Linked DNA regions of Gasterosteus aculeatus: region 2 is linked to region 1. Evidence: chromatin contacts called from public Hi-C data. All regions are on one chromosome and are shown on one strand. The core of a region is the stretch at or near the end of the contact, and the rest is flanking DNA. Distances in the headings are between cores, read along the strand shown.

Region 1 (3,943 bases), core at 1,315-3,814:
CCTGTGTGCCGGCTCCTGAAAGAAAAATAGGCATTACGTTCACAAAATTATTATCTGTCAGCCACTGACTTTATTATTCTGACGGCCTTGACCGCATGAATGAAAGCTGTACACGTCGCGCCATTTATTAGCTCTGGATTCTGCTCTAATACCACAGCCCCCCGGTCTCTTTGCTATTCAACGGTGAAAGTTGCTGAGTGTTAATGAGTTTTTCTATCACTGCTTCGTCGTTGTCTTTGCCAAAGGTCCTCGTGGCCACGGCGAAATCACGGCGATAGAACAATGGCTGCAGGACGGCACTTGCCCCAGGAGACATATTAACTGCTCCTTTCACAGGGAAGGATATTGCCTTTGTCATTATATTTTAAATCCCCGCTGTGACGCCGGCCAAAGTCTTTGAGTGTGACTACATTAGATCCCTTCTATTTGCCCCAAAATGACAAAAGCATACATTACTCCCCATTGAGGTGGATTACTCAAAGAAGGGCTTAGTGGCCTGGAGGCACGCCACATCCTCGTGAGGTTAATTCAACTTATTTGTTACATAAAAGGCTGTGGAGACGACGGTGAGGAAGGTATCGTACGTCTCAGGTACGGAATCATCTGCCGGGGGAGAAAGGTCACACCTGCTCCATGATAATCCCCAAGCTCTAAACCACAGCGGTGATTTGCAACGGTCCACAATGAGTCGGGGGGATTACGCTGACTTCCAAATGAGTGACTTAGGGCCCCTTTTTGTTATCGCGCACAACCAGGCCTCCTGCGGCTCGGCGTGCTATAAAACAACGAACCCCTACGGCGGTGGCGCTCCAGAAACATCTTCTGCAGAATCCCTCTTTCCTGGTCAGACTTTTCACAACATTTCACTACTTTACCTCCAACAACACGGCATCGGCCTCTCTGAGGTGGAACTTCGTCCCTCTTCTGGATATAAGCTGGTCTCACGCTGTGTGATGGTTTTAAAATCGTATCATTTTAATTGGGCTTTGTACGATTTCTTGAGCTAATTGAATTGCTTCCACCTTTAGACTTAAAAAAAAGGAGTAGTTTAACTTTTTTGGAAATTATGTCCAGCTTCTTTTATGCAGATAAATAAATGGGAAGAGCGACTCCACTCTATTGACAGCTGGTTAAATGTAAGCTAAAGCCATTCATTAGCTTAGCTGAGCAGTTGGCTTGGCTCCGTCTGAAGATAACAATAAATGCCGATAAAGTTTGCTTAACCGGTACAAAAACGTTGGCGTAACAATGTCTAATGAGACAGAATGTTAAATAGTGTGTTTCAGAAGGTGACAGTATTCTAAGATCCCTTTCCAGCTGGACCGAAAACACCCACTAGCATCTTGTCTTTAGTGGGAAAGGTCACGATCTGAATTTATTCCCGGTTGAATGACTCGGCAGTTGTGAGAGGTATTAATCCTCTCAGCTCGGATCCACAGGGAAGGAAACGCAACACCTGGGAGGATACGAAAGGCTTGTCGCCTCCGTCTGCAATTCTTCTTCACGTTAGCCACAAATGCTGTAATGTAACTAGCCCGTCTTTCTGTCAGGTAAATGTATTCACAAAATGTTTTCCTTATATAAGTATATACATTATAGAAAATATTAATACAGTAGGCTATATACTGCACATATATAAGCATAATTCAATATATTTTCATATCCAAACATTATAATTAATTTACAGCTGTTTGGAGCCCTTCTCAATTGGGGCTCCAGGCTGTCTACCTTCTGCCTAATATTAAATTCTGCCCCAGGTTTCTGCAGCTCTACTATGTCATAGCAGCAGTATTGCTAAAGGACCCGAGGAAGCGGACAGTGAAGTTGTTTGCATGAGCCGTTCTCCAGAACTCCGCGAGCAGCAAAACCGCAATCATCATCTGATGAATCATCTGGCAGGAACCTGGTGTGAGTCACGACTTCCGCGTTCCCCGAGGTACCTTTTCACACGCAGTTTGACGGCTTGTCCAGGATCGCCACACTAAACAAACGTCAACTCATCTGCATGTCTCAATGGGCTTCATAAGATCAACCGACCAGGTTATGGTGAAACCCGGGACTGGAATGGTCCCTTTATTGATCCGTGTAGATACCTATTTTTAATTAACCTGTTTTCCGTCCTGTAAAATAATCAACCAGGAGAGTAAAGACCAACAGTCCGTCAAGGTGGAACTGCTGTTTCCTGGCTGATGGTTTATGGAGGAGGTATTTTTTGGGGGGGGTTTCCATTCGTGGCTACATCTGTATTATTTGTGAAAAAGGCAATAATTCCAGAAGGGAAGCTGACACAGACATTGGGGATTTGCGGTTACCACAAACGCTTACGCTTTTGGGGCCAGATTTCAGGAATTCACATGCCAATTTAGACAATTTCAGTAGAATAAAATGATGAAGTGCTATCAACAAAATTCTACTTTGTTCCACAAAGAATAACATAAATATGTACTGTATGTTTGAAGCAAAAATAAACTTGCTACTCCAGTTGCACTTGGACTGGAAAAGCCACTCAGTCAAGTTACAGTAATTGCGGTGACAGATGTGTCTTCGCACTGTTTGACTGGTGAAGCGTCTCGCTCAGGCTCAACCCTGCAGTTTGTATCCAGGGGCAGCATTAATAGTCCTTCCTCCTGGTGACTTGTCCCAGTTTTACTGATTCAAACCTCCAACCCTGCAGTCATACGGTCCACATATGTACATCCCGCATCTGTGCTGTCGCAGCCTCCTGAGGAGAAAAAGCTTTGTGCAGACATCTAATGTTCCGCCTTTGTCAGAAAAATATATTGCGTGTCCTCGATGAAGGGCAGCGCGAGGCAGCGCCGAGTCACAGCGGGTAACCGCCCATTTCTTCATTATACTTTAATCACGGTTTCTGGATTGGAAAAGGTGTCGTGGGGAAGTGGCGTTTTTTTTTCTTTTTTTTAAGTAAGTAAAAAAAAAGCACATACGTGCTTGTCTCCTTCGTCTGAGCCAGAGGACGGTGCAGATACAGAGCAGGAGGAGCAGCAGAAGAGCAGAGAGGGAGGACATTATTGCCAGGGGCACCACGCTGCAGACATCTTCCTCCTTCTCCCGCCCCACCTCTACAACTGAGGAGAAAAGGTCACATCAGTAACTTGAAAGAGAAGCGGTGTCGTTACCTCGTAACTCAATTACAGATTTGCAGACGCGGCGCAAAGAAAGCTGTGTTCAGCCTTGCGTTTAATATGCTGCTGTGTGAGCGAGGGAGTGGGTTTCATGAAAGTGTCACAACGACAAATGGAACATCACTGAGATAATGATGTCGTGTTTGTATTCTGAGCCTTAGAGAGCTTCTCTCATGTGACGCAAACGCATGCAGTCAGAGATCTGCCGCCTCTTTTCTGATCCCCTTCTCCTCTTCAAAAATAATGCTGAGTGATGATTAACAGGCTTCCCAAAAAGAGGGAGGGACCAAAAAATAAACAAGGGACAGTGAAACACACAAAGAGACCGATTCAAATACACGAGAAGGAAGGTAAAGTGTGCGTTTAATGTTGCGTCCTCTCACCCACTGTCAGACGGGCGCAGCTCTTCAGTGGCGTGAGCAGGGCAGACACGGACGCCAGACAAGACACATCTGAGCTCTTCGTTGCCATGATGTTGAGTTTGGTCGTTTCACTGCTGCTGATGTGTTTTGTCTCTTTCCCCTCAATGCCAAATACCAGAGAGAATTAGTTTAGTAGTTATTGTGTAAACCAGTGGTCCCCAACCACCGGGCCGCGGGCCCTTTGGTACCGGGCCGCACCACAGAAAGATTTTTTTTTTCTTTTTTTTTCTGAAAAATGTTTTATTTTGAAAATTTACACGGCAGTTTTGCCCACCAGCGAACACAGAGTGTGCGACTACTACACCCCCCCCGTCGGTTGTTCCGCCCGCAACGACTACTACCCCTCCCGTTATTCCGAGACCTTTTTGACCGGTCCGC
Region 2 (3,615 bases), core at 323-2,822, 79 kb before region 1:
GGAGGAGGACGACGACTCTAGAGCACTCTGCAGGAGAACGTTGCTTTCTTAATTTATTTTATTTCATTGTTGCAGTGTGATGAAATCTGTGATCGGGTAACTGAGGGAGTTTTTAGCACCACAAGGAGCCGAGATACGAGAAGAGGAGCGACGCCGGACGCGACCGCCAATGCTGACCAACCGTAATGTTTTTAAACCTTTCTGACGACTGCATGGCGACTGATCAAATGACAATTAACCGGAATGGCTGGATATCCAAAAAAAAAGAGAATTTTTGTCACACTATGAAATTATACAATGTGAATATATATAAAGAGATCACTTTTATTTGTGGATATTATGGGGGAAATGATTTGGTTAATAAAGTCCTTAGTCATGTTTGCACACATCTGGCTTTGATTCCTGTTAAACGGGTACGACAGGGAACTGACCATCCTTCTATTATCTAAGACGCGTAACCAACTGTTCGTCTCCAGGAATCATGCGAACAACTGCCACGTGTTTGATATCAAATTGACCTCAATTTTTTGTAACGTAGGTTCGTTGTTTCTTAGTGTTTGGGGCTTTTTAATGAGGCCAGAAATGTCTCCCTTCCTAAATTGTTAAACTAATGAATGATCACTTATGATTAATCCCGTCCCGTTAATCATGTCATGATCCCTCAGTTTTGTGTCATCACTTCTACTGATTCATTTAGAGGATTTCTACAGCAGTTTCAGTCAACGTGCATCACTTCCCCCTTTATTTCTGTTAATCCCGCTCGGTTTATCCCTCTTTTTTCTCTTTTTCTGTTTCACCAAGACACATGATTTTTGTACCTGCAGTTATACGTTTGTGTTTTCACGTATGAGAGCTAGTAGCCACAATACACTCAGACATCAAAAGGCTAAAAGGGCCTTTAAAATGTTTTTAAACCTGAGATTCTACACCTAAACATAGCATAACAGTCATAAAGCACCACGAGGGTCACACTTCTGTCACTGGCGACGTTAATAGATGACAAATGTCTTGCCAGAAGTTAAAGTGATGATGTCATCATCTGGTAGTCACAGTTTCTCAGCCTTTTTGGGCTGGTGCTATAAACTTACAATGCATATCGGCATATTAATTTAGTTAGGAAGAATAGTTCCATATAAAAGCAGACAGCGAGCTTTTATTTTATTGATTTCGCTGTCAAAAGATATCCACCGAGCGAGTACCGTGTGCACGTGTACGAGGTGCTTTCATGCACAGATGAATCTCAGCAAAGGGAGAGATTGTGAGAGGGGATTCGCCCCAATTCTCCCGGCTGCGTCCACAAAACACCAGCAGGAAGCGTAAAAAGGTTGGCGATGATGCGGCCATCAACAGATGGCGCTGTGCAGTCGCTAAATTGAGTCTGTTTGCAGCGAGCTGGAGGACTTTGAGCGATGTTCAGCACCAAAACTATTTGTATCAACCCGGAGAGAGACATCAAGGGCGACCCTGCAGTCTGCTCCTGGGTGTCGGCCATTTTGCAGGAGCACGCCACCCTGAAACGCGCTGAATTATTCATGCCCACTCTTGACGGGAACCTGTATCAGGTTTACTGTCACACTGATCCCACAGCGCTGCACGATGTGGATGAAAGAGCTGAGGCAGCGCCAACATCACACGTGTGCACATAAATATGCAAACGCGCACAAATGCACGACAGCAATCGTTTGGGAAATCAATGGCCACCGCCGCAGAATTAGAAGTATTTCTATCGCCTGCTCGAAAATGAAAAAACGTTATTTGTCTTTTTCTAGATGTTTGTGTCGGAGAGAGGAAACAAATGTAGCCGTACAAATAAAAGACATCTGCTGCATGTTGATCGCACAAAGGGAAACCTCATGCAGTCGCTATAAACAAACCAAAGAAAATGACCTCAGAGGGAGAGAGAGAGAAAATGTACGGTGAGTGAATTAACATGATTGCACTTTCTTTTTATATCGGTGCATTCCCCTCACTGGTGTGAGGTAGTGTAATGAAGATAGATAAGCGGCACACTGAGGAGACTTTGTGACTGTGTAGTTGCCCTCATACGTTAGGAGGAGGCAGATTGTTAGTGTGCGACTGGCCTCCTGCCTGCAGGCTGTTATCACACCTCCCACCGCCGCTCAGCAGCCACACACAAATGGAAATAGCAGTTTTCAAATCAAATAAGATGGTAGAATTGTCCCCAACCCCATTAAGGCCTGATGTCGGCCTCTAACTCAAGGGCCCCATCACCGACGGCAACTATCGCATATTTAAAACGAGAAGGGATTTTTAACGTGGATGTCCAACGATAAGCCTTCATAAAAGTTCATCTCATTTTGTTTTTTGGAATTGCCAATATTAAGTCGGTTTGGTGTGGATTTTCACCAGAAAAGACCAAAGAAGAAGCATTTATCTGTTTATCCCAGTGGACCATCGGCTGGTGCGCGTGATAGAGCGTGTGTGCGCTGCCCAGGTGTCGAGCTGTCCAGGTGCACACACTTTAAGACTCATCAGTGAACGTTGGCAGCTGCAAAGTGTGAAGAGGCTGCTCTACGACTAACGGGATGAAAGTGCGTCGACGGTAATCAGTCAACAACTGTTGCAACTTGCATGTTGACGCTAATCTGATAAAAACGAGACGTTCGAGAACTCGGTGATATGTGACACGCGACTCGACGCAACATGGCGGCGAGTCCCCCCACGAGCCGCCGCAGGTGAGAGGAAACCCTTCGGTCGTGGCCATCGTGGTCGTTGTGTGAAGGAAGGTGCTTTTGGGTCTTTAGATTTGTTCTGTTGTGCGTCAGCTTTGTGTTGTAAGACCACGTGTGAGATGTAAACTGCCTTTCTTGTCCGGATTCATGAATTACTTCTTTCTTTGTGTGAGATAATAATCTTCCTGTTCTGTTAGGACGGTGCTCATGATATGGAAGCTCTATATTGAATATTTAATTAATGACCGATCATTGCATGGATCAACTATAATGTGTTACTTTTGGCTATTTTAGCCGTTTATCTTGTTGATCTTTTGTATGTCCATAAACATTTAAAATAACTACGTTTTGCTAACTATTCAACCTTTCATCCAATATCTGGCTAACCAGTTTCCCCTTTTATTTTAGTTATCTATTTTGCATTTTCCCCAACATTTCTAATTACTACACCCTCTCCATTGTAGAATCTTCTTTAGGTTGTGCAGTCAGCAGCAAACGCTTTTAATACGAGAGCATTAAAACCAAATCGTCATTTTCGTCTTTCAAATGCGTTCCCGGGCGCGCTGTCAGCAGCTGTCCACAGCAGCTACTGGTGACCACCGCTGGGTGTGGATTTATTGCCGATGCAAAGCCTCCAAAGTGCACGGCATTTAATTGCGGTTGTGAAACATTCATTTAAAATTGATGGTCAGAGAAACAAAACCATTAACAAGGACGGCTTACACCTCGTGTGATGCATTCATCTGTTATTAATAAAGCTTCCCCTCGCCCGATGTCAGGTGAGATAAGTTGACCCGTCTTTCAGCTCCCTGCGCTCTATTGCATTTGTTTGTTGTGGAAAGATACAAAGATCCTCAGACGATCGCGGAAAGTAAAAAATCAAGATAAGTGCTCATTTGTTGGGTGATTAAAAATGGGCTTA

Evidence for each region. A called contact is a pair of places that touch in the nucleus more often than the background predicts.
Region 2: a contact with region 1 is called in a Hi-C map of skeletal muscle, with 3 times the contacts expected there. The contact joins two enhancer-like sites. A contact is called at or near these places in 3 of 6 Hi-C or Micro-C datasets (liver, skeletal muscle and whole body).

The regions. Positions count from the first base shown.
Region 1 is chr1:5,047,407-5,051,349 of fGasAcu3.hap1.1, reverse strand. It overlaps igsf5b (immunoglobulin superfamily, member 5b), which reads right to left. Exons shown (of 10, transcript XM_078108847.1): 5 at 3,527-3,665; 6 at 2,946-3,086; 7 at 1-15. Among protein-coding and RNA genes, the nearest start is that of LOC120817786, 18 kb to the right of the region's middle. Within about 2 kb of position 2,564, at least 2 of the 9 cell types and tissues checked have open chromatin away from gene starts, as enhancers often do.
Region 2 is chr1:5,125,393-5,129,007 of fGasAcu3.hap1.1, reverse strand. dscamb (Down syndrome cell adhesion molecule b) reads left to right here. Exons shown (of 33, transcript XM_040181326.2): 33 at 1-389. Among protein-coding and RNA genes, the nearest start is that of pcp4b, 30 kb to the right of the region's middle. Within about 2 kb of position 1,572, at least 2 of the 9 cell types and tissues checked have open chromatin away from gene starts, as enhancers often do.